2 separate regions of the Mus musculus genome follow, and region 1 is linked to region 2. A link is a contact called in public HiChIP or PLAC-seq data. All regions are on one chromosome and are shown on one strand. The core of a region is the stretch at or near the end of the contact, and the rest is flanking DNA. Distances in the headings are between cores, read along the strand shown.

Region 1 (3,280 bases), core at 169-2,668, 200 kb after region 2:
CCAACTTTATCACAGTGCCAACTGAATAGGGACTCAAATGTTGACTGGTCACCTATCTCTTCCAACTTTACCCTGTGAAATTTTGAGAGACTCTGGAGTTAGTATACTTGAACTTCAGCAGGTTTCAGAAGCACCTGGAGGAACAGCTGAACTATAGCCCACTAAGCCCCATATCCCCCGCCTCATGGCTGTGACAACATGGTTGTGGTAAACTTAACAAGGGACGGGTTTATTTTAGCTCATGGGTAAATTGCCCATCATGGCAAGTAAATAACGCCAGCAGGGGCATGAGTCAGCCAATCACACTCTCCTTTGCTTCCATTTAATTCAGCCCGTGAGACAATGCCACCCACATTCAGGGTGGGTCTTTTCCTCCTCAGTTAAACCTCTCTGAAAACATCTTCACAGACACATCCAGATGGATGTGTCAATGGAGAGATGACTCAAAGGTTAGTGGCAGTTTCTGCTCTTCCAGAGAACCTGAGTCTAATTCCCAGCACCCACATGGTGGCTCACAACCATATGTTGTGTTACATAAATACCTGGAGACACACATACACACATCATCATCATCTATAAATAACCCAGTAGTATGTCTCATAGGTGATTCCTAATAGAGTTAAGTGGACAGTAATGATAAACCAACACAGGTATGGCTCAAGAATTTTCTTCTCTAACAAGTGCTACGCTGGTGCTGTTTGATCCAGGCTGAGAACCAGAGAGTTAGAGTACTTTAGAAATGTAAGAAGATGGACGTGTTCTTGGAAAACAAGAGAAATCAAGGTTCAGATTAGGACTTTCCATATAGCCCCAAAGTCATCAAAATTCGTCTTGAGAAACATAAACCTAACACAAACAACTATTAGCCTATGTTCCCCCTAAGCAAAGATATCTGATGTGTCTCTTAGCTCCTTTTTATTCACTGGCCACTCATGAACAAGAGCCTTTAATCAAGACCCTCTACCCTGAATGATCATCACTCTTTAATTCCGTGGTTCAAGTATGAACCCAGAGGAATTTTGTGTGCCTTAGACCAAATTCTCCTTCAAGATAAAACAATTACAATTATATATATTTTAAATTCGTGTTTCTCTTGTTTTTTCTGTTTCTCGGGCTTTCCATTCTCTCTGCCTGCCCTCTCTCCGCCCATGAGGTAAGAGAACAGTGATTCTTGGATTAAGACTTGACAAACCACCAATAGTTACATATTCCTTGCCACCACAAGCCTTTCCACTTGTCACTGAAAACGGTGGTCACCAACCCCACCCACTCCTAGCCTGCCTCCCGTACAGAAGCCTCCACGTGGTGATTGTTGTACCCCTTTTCATAAATGGTGTTACTATATAGTGTCTTTGAGCACTGTGATTTCCTTAAGTTTTTCTGCGGACTTTGAGGTGACTAAAGTTGCATTGTAGCTCCACCTAGAGCCTGCTGCTGGTAAGACCTAGGACCCAGAGCAGACGGATGCGGGACACTCACTTCCAGTAAGTAGTAGGCTTAATGAAAACTCAGCTCTCCGGGATTCAAATGGACTGCAAGGCTATAAGAAATTGCTCAGCGTTAGGTCAAAGAGGCCTTCCCTCTGGACCTGTGACTTGATAACTCTCATTTTAAATAGTGTCATCGGCTTGGATTTTGGCTTCACGTTAGGATTTTAACTCTGGAGACACAGTCTTTTCGAAAGCATTTCGATAGGGAAGGAGCCTGGAGGGAGGAAGTTCAGCAGCTGACAGACCTTTTGGCTCTACCTCAGCTGCGTGGAGATCTGCGACCTGAAAAATCAGCGTGGCCTGGCCCAGGGCCGGTTGCAATGGAATGTGCATGTGCCCGAGAGTCCATTAGTCTCATTTAATGTGTGTGTGTGTGTGTGTGTGTGTGTGTGTGTGTGTGTGTGTGTGTGTTTTCCCCTAGCGGATAAATGTGAGCATCAAACACCCTGGCTTTTTTACAACACAAAAATCACAGGTCAGTGCCTTCCATGAGACCTGTTTGATAACAGGGAACAAGGAAGCAACGTTGGAGGACACTCAGACCCAGGAGGGTGAGCAGAGTGTTTGGGCAGAGCCAGGGGTTTGTCCCTGTAATTTAAGTATTAAATTAACTCTCTCTCCTGCTTGGGAAGAGAAATCAACACATTGCTGCAAGCCTCCTGCCAGCAGCAGCCTGCACCAAAGCTGCCCTAGGTCCCTACCACCAAGTTCTTTCATGGAAGGCTAGTCTTCACCCACCATTAAATAGACCAGGGTGGATTTTAAAGCACAAGGAATTCACATACCTTTCTCTTGACTATTTATATCAAGAGGTACAAAAGCTGAGCCATGCAAATGATGGGACCCCCTTCGTAAAGGTCCACAAATGTTGTCTGCTATGCTCCTTGGGACTGTTCCAGCTTCTGCATTTCCTAGGCCTCCCAGTGTGGCTTTTCTGTAAATTCCATGAGTCCTGTGCCCCAAATCATCTGAAATTGTTCCTTAGTAGTCAAACTGCTGACCACAAAGCCAGGGACGTTAAAGAAACAACCGGACCATCTCCCCAGAAGAGAGGTGAGAAGGGCAAATGAAGAAGACCTGGCTTGCATCTGACTGTGAAGGAGTAAAGTCTAGGATCAGTCAGGTCAGAGGGAGGCCCCAAAGTTCAGTCACGCCAACCGCATGAGCATATGAAGGAGTGCAGAGCCACAGCCCTGGCGGAGTGTAGAGCAAGCATTCCACATGAATCAGGAGCTTCTTTGGGAACTATCTCCAGATGAGCCAAATGGTTCAACAAGGCCTATGAATCCTTCAGTCCATGCTGCTCTGTGCCATCCCAGCCCTCCAGACATGCCTTACACACTCGTTTCTAACATCCCATCCCAAGAGGAGACATAGGCAGCATCTACCCTGCCTCCTAAGGTCTCAAAGGACAAACCAACTCAGTTACTGAGCTAGCTTATGGAGCACAATGGGGTGCTAACTTAAGCACATTTCCCCTTCCCTAGCCTTTCCCAGCCTAGAGACACCAGCCCCTCCTTGAGGCCAAGTGCTCTTGGAGAAGGGCTGCAAACAGTGGGTGACTGGAAGCAGCTAGGTATTCAGATGACCATCACAGGCTGAGCAGCACCCTTCCCACCCCTTTATGAGGGGTTGTAAACCATCCACGATCCCAGCAGCGGGGACAATCTTTTGCAAGTAGGAACAGCTGAACCCCTTAGATGACAGCTGTTTGGCTAGGAGAATAGTCCTGTACAGGTATGTGCATGCAACTGCGTGTGCGTGCGCACACACAAATACACACACACACA
Region 2 (3,301 bases), core at 409-2,908:
TTTCATGTGACTGTGGCTCTCCTTGTTAGCTCTAAGATAACACATAGAACTTGCTTAGTGAGCCCTTCACTCCTCAGCACCACGCAAACCCGACAAGCTAGAAACCAGTGAGGAAATAAGTCCATTTTGCAGTGTTTTGACTAACAGCAAGGATGTAACAAATTAGCCCCAAGTGTCAATCACGTAAAGGATCCAGCCCCTGCCCAAGCAAAGACTGGGAACAACATTCTCAGATGTTGGTCTGATCCTTGGCAAGCGGTCAACAGAGATGACAGGGGATTGAGCGTCTCAGTGGTTGGAGCTTGCTCTGGGTCACACAACCTCATTCGGATGCTAGCCTTACATGTTTCTGTCTGGGGGGGTCCTTGACCAAGTTTCCTAATATTGTATCACAGTGCTCAGGGTCCTCGTCTGCAAGAAAGGACTACTCAGGACTACTCCGAGCACCCTTACAAACTGCAGGGTGCAGAGCAAGCTGTCAGTAAGTGGTCCTGACATTAGTGTTCCAACACGGTACGTAAGAGAACACACACAAGAAGATGCCACAAACTATGGGGAGTTGTCACAGACAGTCAGAAAGGCCTGGCCTTGTTCTTTCTGTTTTGAGAAGCAGTTGGGTGGCATCCTAGTGAGGCTTACTATTCCTGTGAGGAAATGCCGTCACCAGAGCGACTTTGCAAGGAAAGGGGTTTTTTCACCTTAAGCTTCCACATCGCAGGTTATCACCAAAGGAAGTCAGATCAGGAACTCAGATAGGGCAGGGACCTGGAGGTAAAGGCTGATGAAGAGGCCATGGGGGGTGGGGGGGGGGGGAATGCTGCTTTCGGACTTGTTCTCCATGGCTTGCTCAACCTGCTTTCTTAAAGAACCCAGCTGAGGGACAGCACTTCCCACAGCCGTCTGGGTCCTCTTCCTACCAATCGCTGATTAAGAAAATGCCCTACTGACTTGCCTACAGCCTTATCTTACAGAGGTCTTTTTTTTTTCTTTAAATTGAGGCTCCCTCAGATGACTTTAGTTGACATAAAACTATCCAGCACAGGTGTGTTGCAAACCTGGACCCTGGGCAAGGACCCGGGCCAACACATATACCTTTCTCATGCAGACTCTGAGTCCCACAGCAGTGTTTAAACCCAGATCTGAGCCTAATTCTCGGGGCAGTCTGAGACCAGGAGAGGAAGGGAGGAAGCTGCTTCCTGGTCCTCTGTCCTGAGCCCATTAGCTCCCTTACAGCGCAGGCACAGCTTAGTCTCAAGTTCTTGCAGCTTGGTTTCTCCACATTGACCACTGCTGTCCAGGCCTTTGCTTAGAAGAAAATCATCGTGGCATCAAAAAGGATGGAGAGAGAAAAAACTGCTTGGCTCCTGTCCCTGGCCGCGCACTGTGCCCCAGCTGGCTCCAGCTGTCTTGGAATGGGGCAGGGTGGCTGGCATGTAATTGCCTGGGCAGAGATAGGAGGTATGCAGGCCTACGTGCACGGCTGCATGCCCCGCAGAGGCCGGGAGGGATACTGTTTAGTGAGTGTCCGTCTGATAACAACCTGAATCCTTCAGATGTCAGCTGCCTGCCAAGCTGGACATGTCTGTACACCGGCACGCAGGAGTCTGGGAGACAGAACAAAGGGACTGTCACTGATTCAGCCTTGTGCTATAGTGTCATCCTCATTGGAACAAATCTTGGGCCAGCTGGCAGGGAGATTGTATCTAGGAATTCCACAGAGTATCATGGAGACTGTCAAATTCTAAAGGGGCTTTGGGGTGGCAGATCCCTGTCAAGGAGCCAACCACTCCTGTCCCATTAGGAGTTGGCAGCTGGTCGTATACCTCCCGTACAGTGCTCTTTTCTATGCCTCTCCCTGTCACAGGCCTGGCTGTTGCTAGCTGTGCCCTTTTCCTTTGGGTCACAGTTTCCCTCAAGGCCCCAAACCTCCCCTCCCTCCCCATTTCCCAGAACATGATGGTATTAATTATGGCTGGCTCGTATCTGCTATGCATTCCATGCCACTTGCAGCTCCAGCCTGCTTTCCTTACTCATCACTGCAACCCTATAGGATGCATACAATTATCTTCTTGCTCAGTACACGAGTAAACCAAAGCTTGGCAAGAATCAGTGACTTTGTCCAAGTCACGTAGACAGTGAGGTGGCAGAGCTAGGAAGCAAGTCCAGGCTGCCTACGTCCAGGATCCAAACTCCTACTTTCTTCCCATTAATGACCAAGTCCTTATGAATCACCATTTGAAAAACAAAACAAAACAAAAAACATTTTGGGTTCCCAGGTCTGCTTCAGTGGAGTGACCAGCACTCAAACGCAGCATGAGGATTTTATAGCTCTCTCTTTTGTGTGTAGTCAGAAGGAGAAATGTTTTCAAACTAGGAGATGCTAGGAAAGGAAGTGGAACTGATCTGAAATGTCTCTGCATGGGGAGTTGCTGGTCTTTTCAGCAGTACTTGGGCAAAAGCCACAGTGTAAGCTATGCACCAGGCTCCTGTTACACTGAGGTTTATGTTTGAACAGAAGCCATTATCCTTTTGTAGCCCTGTCATCCCAGCACTGGAGGCTAAGAGGTCCAAAGCTCAAGGCCACCCTCGGGGAAGGTGGAGATGCTCATAGCTCTTCTCTGGGGAGCCTTGTACATTGACAGGAAAGGCAGTTATTGGTTTGTGCTTTATTCACAGTCCTGCCTTGTTGCAAGGAGAATCGCAGATATGCAAATTCTAAGCGCTGTGTCCACTTTGGAAAGCCATTCTCAGAAGGGGCAATTCCTTGCAGCCATGGAAACGGTCAATGAGGGGATCCAGCATTACTCAGGGCTCATTCAGCTATGCATTTTACCATCCAATGCTCACAAAAGCGTGGTGCGGAGTGCTCTTTCTCATCTTGGAGGTGAGGGTAGTGCTGCCCTTTGTCTCACAAGGAGCACACTTGTTTGCTTCTCAGATTATTAATCTGGGGGAGTAGTAACAATAAGTTGAATTCTATTTCCTGGGTATGTCTGGGCAGGTAAACCGAGAGATCTAAAGGTCTTCAGCAATTGCCTGAACTCCCTCGTCTGGGTCGGTCAGCCACTTCATGGCTTGAAAGTGCCAGCACAGTTCTATGGTATAGCTTCAAGTATAGCTCTTGCTCTCCTTTGTCAGCCTCATAACTGCTTGCAATTGAGATTTTTAAACCATCGTGTGTGTGTGTGTGTGTGTGTGTGTGTGTGTGTGTGTGTGTGTGTTAAAGCATCTGAGTGGAGACGAGAGGACAATAAGCTGAAGGAATTACTTTCCTCCCTCCACTGTGTGAAGGCCAAGGCGT

What was found. HiChIP or PLAC-seq counts read pairs in DNA pulled down with a chosen protein or histone mark.
Region 1: a contact with region 2 is called in an H3K27ac HiChIP or PLAC-seq map of heart atrium, with 7 times the contacts expected there. The contact joins two enhancer-like sites. A contact is called at or near these places in 1 of 484 Hi-C or Micro-C datasets (bone marrow-derived macrophages) and 5 of 115 datasets of contacts at active chromatin or transcription factors (CD8 T cells, bone marrow-derived macrophages, cardiomyocytes and 2 more).

Annotation. Positions count from the first base shown.
Region 1 is chr12:54,488,458-54,491,737 of GRCm38.p6, forward strand. No RefSeq gene overlaps it. Among named protein-coding and RNA genes, the nearest start is that of Gm36213, 11 kb to the left of the region's middle. Within about 2 kb of position 1,419, at least 12 of the 459 cell types and tissues checked have an H3K27ac peak or open chromatin away from gene starts, as enhancers often do. A contact at or near this core is called in heart atrium, where this site is marked.
Region 2 is chr12:54,285,618-54,288,918 of GRCm38.p6, forward strand. No RefSeq gene overlaps it. Among named protein-coding and RNA genes, the nearest start is that of 1700104L18Rik, 54 kb to the left of the region's middle. Within about 2 kb of position 1,659, at least 53 of the 459 cell types and tissues checked have an H3K27ac peak or open chromatin away from gene starts, as enhancers often do. A contact at or near this core is called in heart atrium, where this site is marked.